2 separate regions of the Sus scrofa genome follow, and region 2 is linked to region 1. Evidence: chromatin contacts called from public HiChIP or PLAC-seq data. All regions are on one chromosome and are shown on one strand. Each heading gives the region's core, a stretch centred on a gene start, on an enhancer-like site or on the middle of the called end of the contact. The rest is flanking DNA. Distances are from core to core; before and after follow the strand shown. Region 1 holds the start of SEMA4B (semaphorin-4B). Region 2 holds the start of CIB1 (calcium and integrin-binding protein 1).

Region 1 (5,851 bases), core at 917-3,416:
GTATATGCAACCTATACCACAGCTCACACAAGGCAGGATCCTTAACCCACTGAGCAAGGCCAGGGATCGAACCCACAACCGCATGGATACTAGTTGAATTTGTTTCTGCTGCGCCATAATGGGAACACCCTAACTCAGGTTTTTAATCTCTAGCCTCAGTGCGAAGCTTGGAAAGAGTAGGCACCCAGTAAATGTTTACTAAATGAATAAATGAGTTTTCTGCTCTAGTTGAGTGTCTCAAATCATTTCCAAATGATTCATTCAAGTGTTCCTTCCTGGATATCCTTCTCCACCTTCCTCTTAACCTTTTCAAAGGAAAGCACCTCATTGATGTGGGGAGTCCCACCTCCCTGCTTTAGGGCAGTCAAAGGATTTCTCACTCACACAGTCTCAGCAGACTTGTTGGCTTCAGAAGAGATGGTATTTTGGAGAGCTGCTGAATGCTTGGCTCCTGGGAATTTATTTAGGGCAATCCTGTCAGATACTACATTAAAGCAAGAGCCCCAAGGCACAGGACCCACGCACGAGGAAAAGAAGCTCTTTCAGTTCTCCCCAAGGCTGCAGCTTTAGTTTACCTGCTGCCAATGTCTCCATCATTTGATCACCTGGGACCAGAAGTCTGAGCCCTGGTTGCAAGGAGACATATCCCAGATTTCAGTGAGCTTCCATAAGAATAATCACCAAAGGAAAAGTCACGGCCTGGAAGTCAGGAGACTGGGTTCAAATCCTGACCTTCCCAACTGATTGTCAACTTGGGAAGTAATTTCACTTGTCTGGATCATTTCTCTTATGAACATGAGGGAGTGGGACCCAGTGGATTTCTAAAGTGCTAGAGTATCTACGGAAAAAAAATTTGTTTAATTGTGCATTTCCCTGTCCTTATGGCATTCGACCCTTACATGAAACCTGTGATTCATAAGCCAAATGACGTACTCACATTACAAGTGAGGAAATGTGGAGTTCCTGCTGTGGCTGGATACTGACTAGTATCCATGAGGATGTGGGTTCAATCCCTGGCCTTGCTCAGTGAGCCATGGTGTAGGTCACAGCCAATGTCTTGGATCCCGAGTTCCTACGGCTGTGGCTTAGGCCGCAGCTGCAGCTCCCATTCCACACCAAGCCTAGGAACTTCCACATCTGGCAGGTGCAGCCCTAAAAAGCAAAAAAAAAGAAAAAAAGAAAAACCAAAAAAACCCAAACAAAAAAACCCAAATAAACAAAAACAATTGAGGAAATATGAGGAGAAGTTGATGACCTTACCCTGCATCTTTTTGCCAGACCAGATAGTCTCCAGAGAGGCCACTAGAGAAGCTTTATTTCCAGGACCCCAACTTCCTTTCCCCCCTTACCCCTACATCCACTTTGTCACTCAGAGAGTAGAAGCCATAACAAAGAACCTAACTCAAAGGTCATTTCCACAACCATTCTGCGGAGGGGCCCAGGCCTTTCCCAAATTCCAAATGATCTTCCTCCGGGGCCCAGATTATTGCCTCTCAGTTGCAGGTTTGGCACAGAGGCCCCGGGTGGCCATGGGAACGTGGGCCCAGCCTCCTGCGCTGCCATGGCAACAAGCTCCCCCAGTGGCAGGGGCCAGTGCCCATCAGAGCGTGCAGGTGGCGCCCTCTTGGGAGAGGGGCCCAGCAGAGGTGGGGGGCGGGGGCAGCGGCTGCCTCAGAGCCCCGCCCCCTCTACCTCGCGGGGCCGCGGCTCTCGCCCGCCCGCCCTGTCCCCTGCGCCTACCTTAGTCAGGCGCGCGCGCGACCACTGCCCACGACAGGGCCACTTCTGCACGGTGGCGCGACCAGTCCTTCTTCCCAGATTGTGCCTAGACTCGTTCCTGCTTCCAGGCTGGGCCGACGCACTCGCTGGTGACCAGGGTGTCCCCGCGAACACCCTCAGTCCAGGACGTCGTCCCCGGATATGCGAGGCTTGCGACCAAGCCCCGCCCCGCCTGCGTTTATGGGCAATGTCCAGAGAAACCCTCCCAGGCTCGCCCGCTGCCCAGCCGTTCCCCGCCTCTGCCCCTGGGCGTTGATGGCGGCTCTAGACTCGCTACTAGTCCCAGTCCCAGTGGCGACAGCTCGGCGGCCCCAGCGGGCTGTTGAGCCCACAGCGCTGTCTCCTCCCTGACCTTCGGAGGCTCGGCCTGACCTGCCCTGGGCCCCGCAGGGGGCAATCGCACTAGCTGGAATCCCGCGGGCCAGGGCTGCTATCCTAGATTCTCATTGAAACAAATGGGTCCGTTTGCCTGCGCATGCATAGTAAAGCCAATTTACTGACACCAATCTACTACTGCCCAATTGGCTGTGTTACTTAGGGTGAGTTCCTAAACCTCTCTGAGCCTCTTCTGGGAAGTCTCAGAACAATAGGGACCTCACAGCTTTGTGGTGAGAAATGCAATTTTGTAGGCACACACCTGGCACAAGATCGGCTCTCAGTAATGGCAGCACTGTTGACAGCAAGAGCCAAGCGAGAGCGGAGCTGCTGAGCCACCCGCCGGGAAACCACCCACGTCTCCGCCCGTGGTAAATGCTGCTCACCGCCTCCCTTAACCTGCCATGGGCTGCGTTGTGGGAGTGAAAGGAAATGGGATCTGCCGGGAGGGTTGAGAGATATGGTTATAAATATCTAGCATTTATCAAGTGACCTTGGCTTGTCCCTCTTCAGCCCTTGCCTTATGGTCTCTCCCATCTTCCAGTAAAGCAACAGCGGCTCTCAGGATGGTTCCTAAAAGGACCGGTTCTGGGCGTGTAAGTGGCTGAGCTGGCCAGAGCTGGCTGGTCAAGGGGCTGGGGAAACAAGAGGCAGAGTGCCAGCCTCTTCCCAGGCCAGGCGAGGAGGCTTAAGTGCCAGCTGTTCCTCTGCTGCCTCTTCTCTAAGCGGAGGCGGGTAAGGGACTGCCAGATGCTGCAAAGAGTGCTCTCCCACACATAGAACACAGTGGTTATTTTGTCATGTCTACACAAGTGAACATATTTACTACAATAAAGTTTGAAAACAGAAAAACACAATGAAACCATCACCCTACCCAGAGACATTCAGCGTTAATATTTTCTAAAACTTTTCTTTAAGACACAACTTAAGTGCACAAATCTTAAGTCTACGGATACTAATATTTTGGTGAATATACTCACGTCTCTTTTCCGTGCATAGTAATACATTCACATTTTTTTAGAAAAAGGATTATTCACTAGAGTTCCTGTCGTGGCTCAGTGGTTAACAAATCTGACTAGGAACCATGAGGTTACAGGTTTAATCCCTGGCCTTGCTCAGTGGGTTAAGGATCCGGTGTTGCCGTGAGCTGTGGTGTAGATCGCAGACCCAGCTCGGATCCCATGTTGCTGTGGCTCTGGTGTAGGCCAGCGGCTACAGCTCCAATTGGACCCCTAGCCTGGGAATCTCCATATGCCGTGGGAATGGCCCAAGAAATGGCAAAAAGACAAAAAAAAAAAAAAAAAAGATTATTCAGTACATACCCTTTTATAACTTTTCCCTAGGACAGCAATATATCACAAATATTTTTCTGTAACATTAAAAAATCACATATTTTCATTTTTAATGTATTCTATCATATGAATGTAGCATTCATTTTTAACCCAGTCTCTACTATGGACCTTTAACTTGTTTCTAACTGTTCATTTCCTTAAGTCATGTCCAGACCAGCCTCCTGATACATACTTCCTCAATCATTTCCTTTCGTCCCTTGTATTCTTCCTTCCTACTCAGTCCCCAATTAGTAGTAGCTGTGTTTATAGTGAAGATGGTGCACTTGGCTTGTGCTTTAAAAATAGTTCATCTGCTTCATTAGCTCTGCCTTCCACATGCTGTTGGGGGGAGGGGGAAGCGACCCAGGAGGATATGCAAAAATCAGCACTGCCAAGTTTCCTGCACACGGGGCACGTTGTATCCTGCTGAGCCTGGACGGTTCAGAGGAGCTCCTGCTCTTGGAATCTGGGCCTTCCCTGTGGGGCCTCAGAGTTCCAGAGGGTTTAAGGCAACCTTGACCCAGACCAGTCCAGCCCAGAGCCCCCGGAAAAAAAGAATGCTGTCCACGTCCACATCCCTCCCTCCCTTCTCTTTCTCCATCCTCTTTTCTGCCTTCTGCCTCCCCCTTTACTGCCTCTTCTGCCCACCCTCTTTTTCTGCTTCTCCTCCAACCTTCTTCTGGCCTTTTCAAGGGAAACATCTGTAATGTGCTGAAAAAGGCCTTATCTTTAAAGTTATTGATCCCCCTCCCCAACCCTGCCCCCCTTCCTGGCTGTGAGACCTCAGGTGCCCAAAGGCTTGAGTTAATCACCTTCTCAGTTCACAGCACATTATCACCCTCAGTCTGCACAGGGTCGCTTGATTAATGTGGCTCTTCATTTCTTTTTATCTTTCCACTCCTCTGCCCACCCCTCCTCCCACCAGTTTAAGGTGTTTAATATATACTTTCGTTCATATGCATTCTTGCAAGATGTGTTGTACCACTGTATACATGGAATTTTAAAAAACTTTACTGTGGGAGTTCCCGTTGTGGCTCAGTGGTTAATGAATCTGACTGCGAGCCATGGATGGAGTGGCAGGCTCGATCCCTGGCTGCGCTCGATGTGTTAAGGATCCGGCATTGCAGTGAGCTGTGGTGTATGTTGCAGGCGAGGCTCGGATCCGGCATTGCTGTGGCTGTGGCTTAGGCTGGCGGCTGTGGCCAATTAGACTCCCTAGCCTGGGAAACTCCATATGCCCTATGTGCGGCCCTAAAAAAAAAAAAAAGACAAAAAATAAAAATAAAAAACTCCAGTGTGAAATAATTATAGACTCAGAGAAAGTTACCAAAAAATAGGACATAGTGTTCCACGAGCACTTTATCTAGCTTTCCCCAAGGATGACATACTCAACCATAGTACAAAAGCAAAACCAAGAAAGTGACATCGTTACGATACAGTTAAATAGAATAGAGACCTTATTCAGTTTTCACTTGCCTGTGTGTGTGTGTTTCTATGCTCTTCCACCCCATGAATAGATTAGTGTAACTACCATCACAATCAGATACACAAGGGTTCCATCACCGCAGGGGATCTCCTCTGTGGTGTCCTTTTATAGCCATGCTCTCAACACTCTGGTCTTTGTGCCCTGGCAACCACTAAGCTCTTCTCCATCTCTATGGTTTTGTCATTTGGAGACTGTTATATAAATGGAGACTTTTTTTTTAGGGCCACACTTGCAGCATATGGAGGTTCCCAGGCTAGAGGTTGAGTCAGAGCTACAGCTGCTGGCCCACACCACAGCCACAGCAATGCAGGATCTGAGCCGTATCTGCAACCTACACCACAGATCACGGCAACACTGGATCCTTAACCCACTGAGTGAGGCCAGGGATGGAACTCACATCCTCATGGATACTAGTTGGGCTCTTAACCGCTGAGCCACAGTGGGAACTCCCATAAAAGGAAACTTTTTTTTTTTTTTTTTTTTAGGGCCACACTCGCTGCATATGGAGGTTCCCAGGCTAGGGTCCAATCAGAGCCACAGCTGCTGGCCTTCACCACAGCCACAGCAATGCTGCATCTTCGACCTACATCACAGCTCACAGCAACATTGGATCCTTGACTCACTGAACGAGGCCAGGGATTGAACCCACAACCTCATGGTTCCCAGTCAGATTCGTTTCCACCGTGCCACAACGGGAACTCCAAATGGAAACTTTTGAGACTGGCTTCTCACTAACAAAATGCCCTTGAGATACACCTGGGTTGTTGTATGTATGGGTAGCTCTTTATTTTTTATTATGGAGTAGTATTCCATGGTATGGCTGTATCAGAGTTACATTCCATTAAAAGAAATTTGGGTTGTTTCCAGTTTGGAGCTATTA
Region 2 (5,851 bases), core at 2,016-4,515, 46 kb before region 1:
GCCGAAACCACAGCCACAGCAATGCCCGATCCGAGCCACGTTTGTGACCTACACCACCGCTCACAGCAACACCAGATCCCCAACCCACTGAGAGAGGGCAGGAATCGAACCTGCATCCTCAGGGATACTAGCCAGATTCATTCCTGCTGAGACACAACAGGAACTCCCTGGCTGGGCAATCTAGACCACAGCTGGTCACCATGGCCCAGAGCCAATTCCCAGATCTTCACCATGAAGAGATACAGTCTCACCATGAAGCAGGGATTTTCCTTTACTGTCTGGCACTCCCTCCCTCTCCTCAGTCTAGCACAGAAGATACTGTGACAGCCTCTTGCTCTTTGTCTTTTATCTTATTTATTTATTTATTTATTTATTTATTTTAAAGGCAGCATCTTGGGCATATGGAAGGTCCCTGGCTAGGGCTTGAACTGGACCTGTAGCTGCCGGCCTATGCCACAGCCACAGCAATGATGGCTCTGAGCCACATGCTGTGGCGCTCGGCTGCGACAGCAATGCTGGATCCCTAACCCACCGAGAGAGGCCAGGAATTGAACCTGAATCCTCATGGACGTAGGGTTCTTAACCCGCTGAGTCACAACAGGAACCCTGCTCTTTGCCTTTTACTGTCTGAAGACCAAGCCCTCTTGACAGAAGGAGCCTACTGTCAAGAGACTACATGCCAGTCCTTTTGACTGGTTTTGGTGTTCCCAGTGCTCTGCAGCCTCCACGTTCTGGAATGGAATATTCCCACAGTGCTGGGACTCACAGGTAGACATAGTGAGTCTTTTACTAAGTCACTCTTTGATGATCACCTAATTTTTGAGGGCCGGGAAAATTTCAGCCACCCAGCCAGCATTTACTTTACAACTGCCACTTATCAGGTCCTAGAGAGAATGATTCCCATCAATCATCATGGGGCTTACAGTTTAGCAGGGGAAACAGACATTAACCCAAGCATCACCCAAGTAAATAGAGACTGCAAACATGATACATGCTGTCAAGGAGGCGCACTGGGTCCTCTGAGAGTGTAAGACGGATTCTTAATCTAGTCTAGGGAATCAGGAGAGAATTCCCTGAGGATAGGATGGAAGAGGAACTGAGAGCCCATAATGTGGAAACCCAGAAAGCTTGAGGAGATGGCAGAGAGAGAGAATGGCTGAAGTCAGATTACAGAGGAGCTAGGATTTGGGTATTTAACCTCTTAATGGTTTTGAACTGAGACTGACATGCTCACATTTCGACTTTACAAAGATGAGCAACTGGAATGAACTCAAAGAATCAAGAATGTTATTTGTCAATGATACCTTATTAGAGCTGAAAACAACATTTAAAAAGAATCAATCTCGGGAGTTGCCGGTGTGGCTCAGTGGGTTTAAGAACCTGACATAAGTGTCCATAAGGATGCAGGTTGATCCCTGGCCTTGCTCAGTGGGTTAAGGATCCAGCACTGCTGTGAGATATGGTGTAGGTCGCAGGTACAGCTCAGATCCAGTATTGCTATGGCTGTGGTGTAGGCAGGCAGCTGCAGCTCCGATTCAACCTCTAGCCTGGGAACTTCCATATTCCACAGGTGTGGCCCTAAAAAAGAAAAAAGAATTAACTTCACCTCCATCTCCTCCACTCCGTAGTTTGTCATTCCTCACCTTTTGGAACAGTATAGGTTCATTTATTCATGCATATATTCAATAAATACTGAGCACCTATTAACTGTCAAGTACTGTCCTGGGGATTGAGAGGGGACAAGAGCAACAAATCAGCTTCAGTCCATACCTCCTCTGAGCACGCAGTTTTGAATGCAGGGTGGGGTCAGAGGACGGCATGTAGGCTGGAGTGAGGAACACATCAGTGGGGAGGCTTGAAAAGAGCCTCGGACTGAAGCAACCACTTTCTAAAGGCCCGAGTCTAGACAAGTCACCGAACCCCTCTGGGCCTCAGGATTTCCACACCTGTAAAATGGGAACTTACCTTGAAGAACTGTTTTAAGAATCGAAGCTAACTATACACGGTACTCGGCATTCACTGGGCCCTCAGTAAACAGCCTCAGTAGACAGCAAGATTATGGCTATTTCTGGAGAGATGGCACGAGACTGCAACACGTACAGCAGGTGCTCAGTGATAACATCTGAGTGCAAAAGCCCTCCCTGGCACCTTCTGCAGCTCTATACCAAAAAAAACAAACAACCCCATCCAAAAATGGGCAGAAGAAGATCTAAACAGACAGTTCTCCAAAGACATACAGATGGCTGAGAAACACACCGAAAAGATATTCAACATCACTCATTATTAGAGAAATGCAAATCAAAACCACGATGAGGTACCACCTTACACCAGTCAGAAGGGCCATCATCAAAAAGTCTACAAACAATAAGTGCTGGAGAGGGTGTGGAGAAAAAGAAACCTATTACACTGTTGGTGGGAATGTAAATTGGTACAGCCACTGTGAAAAACAGTATGGAGATGCCTCAGAAAACTAAACATAGAACTACCATTTGATCCAGCAATCCCACTCCTGGGCATCTATCCAGAGAAAACCACGACTCGAAAAGACACATGTACTCCGATGCTCACCTTCACTGCAGCACTATTTGCAATAGCCAAGACATGGAAACAACCTAAATGTCCATTGACAGAGGAGTGGATCAAGAAAAGGTGGTACATATACACAATGGAATATTACTCAGCCATTAAAAGGAACGAAATACCGGCATTTTTAGCAACATGGATGGACCTAGAAATTATCAGGCTAAGTGAAGTCAGCCATACAATGAGACACCAACATCAAATGCTTTCACTGACATGTGGAATCTGCAAAAAGAACAGACTGAACTTCTTTGCAGAACAGATGCTGACTCACAGACACAGAAAAACTTATGGTCTCCGGAGGAGACAGTTTGGGGGGTGGGGGGATGTGCTTGGGTTATGGGATGAAAATCCTGTGAAACTGGATTGTTATGATTATTATACAACTACAGATGTGATAAATTCATTTGAGAAATTAAAAAAAAAAAAGCCCTCGCTGGGAAAAGGGGCTGCCGAACGCCTCGGACCACTCAGCGAGTCACGACGTTTCTCGGTCACCCTGGTTCTAGACACATGCCTGATGCCCCTTACCTGACTCCGTCCAAGGCCGCCACCGCTGCCACCCGCTGCAGGTGAGGTGGTTGCACCACGCGACTTCCGCCAAAAGCATAGCGAGGGCGTGGCGTCCTTAACGCATGCGCATCCGGCACGCAGGCGCGCGGCGCGGCGCGGCCCGGCCCGCCCCGCCCATCCCGCCGGCGGGGCCGTGCGGCCTGGGCTCCGCCCCGGAGCGTCCGGCCCCGCCCCGGGCCCCGCCTCCAGCTCGCCAGGAACCGCCTGGAGCCGGGAGCCAGTAGGCTGAACGCGGCTGGGAGCGCCTGGGAGCTTCGAGGTGGGGGCGGGCCCGGGGGCGGAGGCCCCTGGAGCGGTTGCCGCGGGGACCGGACGGTGACGCTGCGGGAGGGCGGAAGTGAGAAAGTTGCCGGGGTCCGGAGAAGAGTTCGCGGAGGTCTGCGCGCAGCGCGGCGATGGGGGGCTCGGGCAGTCGCCTGTCCAAGGAGCTGCTGGCTGAGTACCAGGTGCGCAAGACGCGGGTCCCCAGGAAGTTTGCGCGAGGCTCGGTGTTCGAGAGGCGGGTCCTCGAGCGGCGGCAGATCGGACGCGGCCTCTGGCCTCTAGGCGGCCCGCTGACCCCGTTTCTTGTTTCGCCTTTCAGGACTTGACGTTCCTGACCAAGCAGGAGATTCTCCTGTAAGTGCTGTCTCGAAACTCACTTCTGCGATCCTCTAGAGGCGGCTTCGGGGGCTCGGGTGGGCGTGGGGCTTCTGTTTTAGAGATGCGCAAACTAAGGCCCCGCCATAGGGGATAGGGGGACTGGGGCCTGCCTGAGGTCAACATCTGAGCCGGAACTGGAAACTCGGCCCTGGGCCCTAGTCTGTGCCCTCTTCCTGGCACGCCCTCCCTGCCTGCCCCGGCTGACCCAGCGGTGCACCGCGGAACCACCTCGCAGCCTCCAGCCAAAGTTGGGCGCTCTTTGACCCCGCGCTCCACGGGCTTCTGCATAAGCGCATTTCCTGCCACAGTTCGGCAGGGGCTGTAGTTCAGGGTTGCTTTGCCTACTGACAAAGCCAGGGAGGCTTTGGGGAGCCTGGCTCCTTTACCTCAATAATACAGTAACCGTTAACGCACTTACCATGCACCAGCCTGTGTTAACAGGGTGCCTACGTTACCTAATGTAACCCTCACGAGGGAGGTATGGGGATAGTGAAACAGGTTCAGAGAATTTGGGGAACTCACCTAAGGCTACACTTAGTAAGAGGGTTTGACCTGGGGCTAGACGCCCCCTACCAAGCGGGGGGTGGGGGGAGCACCGTTATGTGACCTGGGCACTTGAGTGAGGAGCTTCCTGGTTTTTCTCCGCAAAAATAATCCCAGTGGGAATGAGGTGGGGCCTAAGGAGGCGATAGCTCAGGATAGCTGCTTTGAGGAGCTGCAGGAGATTCCTGAAATGAGATGAGCATGGGATTTCACTTTAGCTTTTTTCCCTTGTTCTTCAGGGCCAACTTCTAGCTCCTTCCCTGACCTCTCCATCCCTCAGGAAGCCTAGAAACAGGGCCCAGCACAGTGCCTGGGAGACAGCAGGCCCTCAGTTAAAAACCCACTGCAAGAATGGACTCCCAGCCTTTGCTGTCTTGTGATGTATCTCCTTTAGGCTTATCATGCCTGAGACTCAGAGGTTATATGTATGGGGCTCAGCTCCTCACCTGGTTGATAATGGGCAGCAAAGCAAGGAGTGGGGATATAACACAAACAGGAAGACACCCCAACGGCTTCCCCTCCTGCCAGAGCCCACAGGAGGTTTTGTGAGCTGCTTCCCCAGGAGCACCGAGGTGTGGAGGAGTCCCTGCAGGTGCGAGTGTCCTTGGAGCAGATCCTCAGCCTTCCAGAGCTCAAGGTGCCAGCCCCTCAGCCTCCCTCTGCTATTCCTTTTGAGATTGTGCAGCCATTCTAGTCTTTGCTCTGTTCTGGGGGCTAGGGCTCTACCATAATCCTCCAGAGGGATTATCTAGAAGGGTGTTTTGTCAACTGGGGTTCTCAGACCTACTCTTGGAGATTCAGAGTTTCATCCTTTAGGAGGAGATGAATTACCTAATCAAAGCTTGAGAAATTCTAGTCTAGAGGCTGATTGCCTCTCCATAGGGCTGCTCTGAAAATTTCCATGCAAAGGGCCTGGCCTGGTGCCATAACACAGTAAGTGCTCAGTTAAACGATTGTGTTTTACAATAACCAGCCCATCTTGTTCCCTTTGCTTAGGACGATGTCCTCTTCCTTCTCTGCTCCCAGGCCTTCCTTTGGGTTAAGCTCTGACTCCCAAGAAGCTGTCCCTGTCCCTTCCCCAGCTGAGCCATTGGTCCTCCTGGCCTCTGTGCAGCCCCAAAGCGCTGATCGTTCTCCTCCATGAACCTGAAACTGCTCCCCCCAGTTTCCTGATGGGGTTTGAGTGTGACTTGGGCTGCATCCCGCCTGCGGTGTTCATAAGCGGCTTTCTTGCCTAGGCCAACCCCTTTAAGGAACGAATCTGCAAGGTCTTCTCCACATCACCAACCAGAGACAGCCTGAGCTTTGAGGACTTCTTAGACCTCCTCAGTGTGTTCAGTGACACAGCAACCCCAGACATCAAGTCCCACTATGCCTTCCGCATCTTCGGTAAGGACCAGGAGCCAGGCAGGATACCAGTGCTTCCGACGTGCACTCAGTGGGGGGGCACTGCTTGGGAGCCGGGGGGCATTCATGGAGCCTTAGAGGTCATCCTGACCACATCCTTTCTGCC

Evidence for each region. HiChIP or PLAC-seq counts read pairs in DNA pulled down with a chosen protein or histone mark.
Region 2: a contact with region 1 is called in an H3K27ac HiChIP or PLAC-seq map of skeletal muscle. The contact joins the promoter of CIB1 here to the promoter of SEMA4B in region 1. A contact is called at or near these places in 2 of 5 promoter capture datasets (fetal liver and liver), 4 of 47 Hi-C or Micro-C datasets (embryonic fibroblasts, heart right ventricle and liver) and 2 of 2 datasets of contacts at active chromatin or transcription factors (alveolar macrophages and skeletal muscle).

Annotation. Positions count from the first base shown.
Region 1 is chr7:55,749,169-55,755,019 of Sscrofa11.1, reverse strand. It overlaps SEMA4B (semaphorin-4B), which reads right to left and starts at 2,166. Exons shown (of 15, transcript XM_021098977.1): 1 at 1,741-2,166.
Region 2 is chr7:55,796,080-55,801,930 of Sscrofa11.1, reverse strand. It overlaps CIB1 (calcium and integrin-binding protein 1), which reads left to right and starts at 3,265. Exons shown (of 7, transcript XM_021098979.1): 1 at 3,265-3,599; 2 at 3,737-3,771; 3 at 4,867-4,975; 4 at 5,577-5,727. The coding sequence starts at 3,549. It overlaps GDPGP1 (GDP-D-glucose phosphorylase 1), which reads right to left and starts at 3,239. Exons shown (of 2, transcript XM_003482236.4): 1 at 3,112-3,239.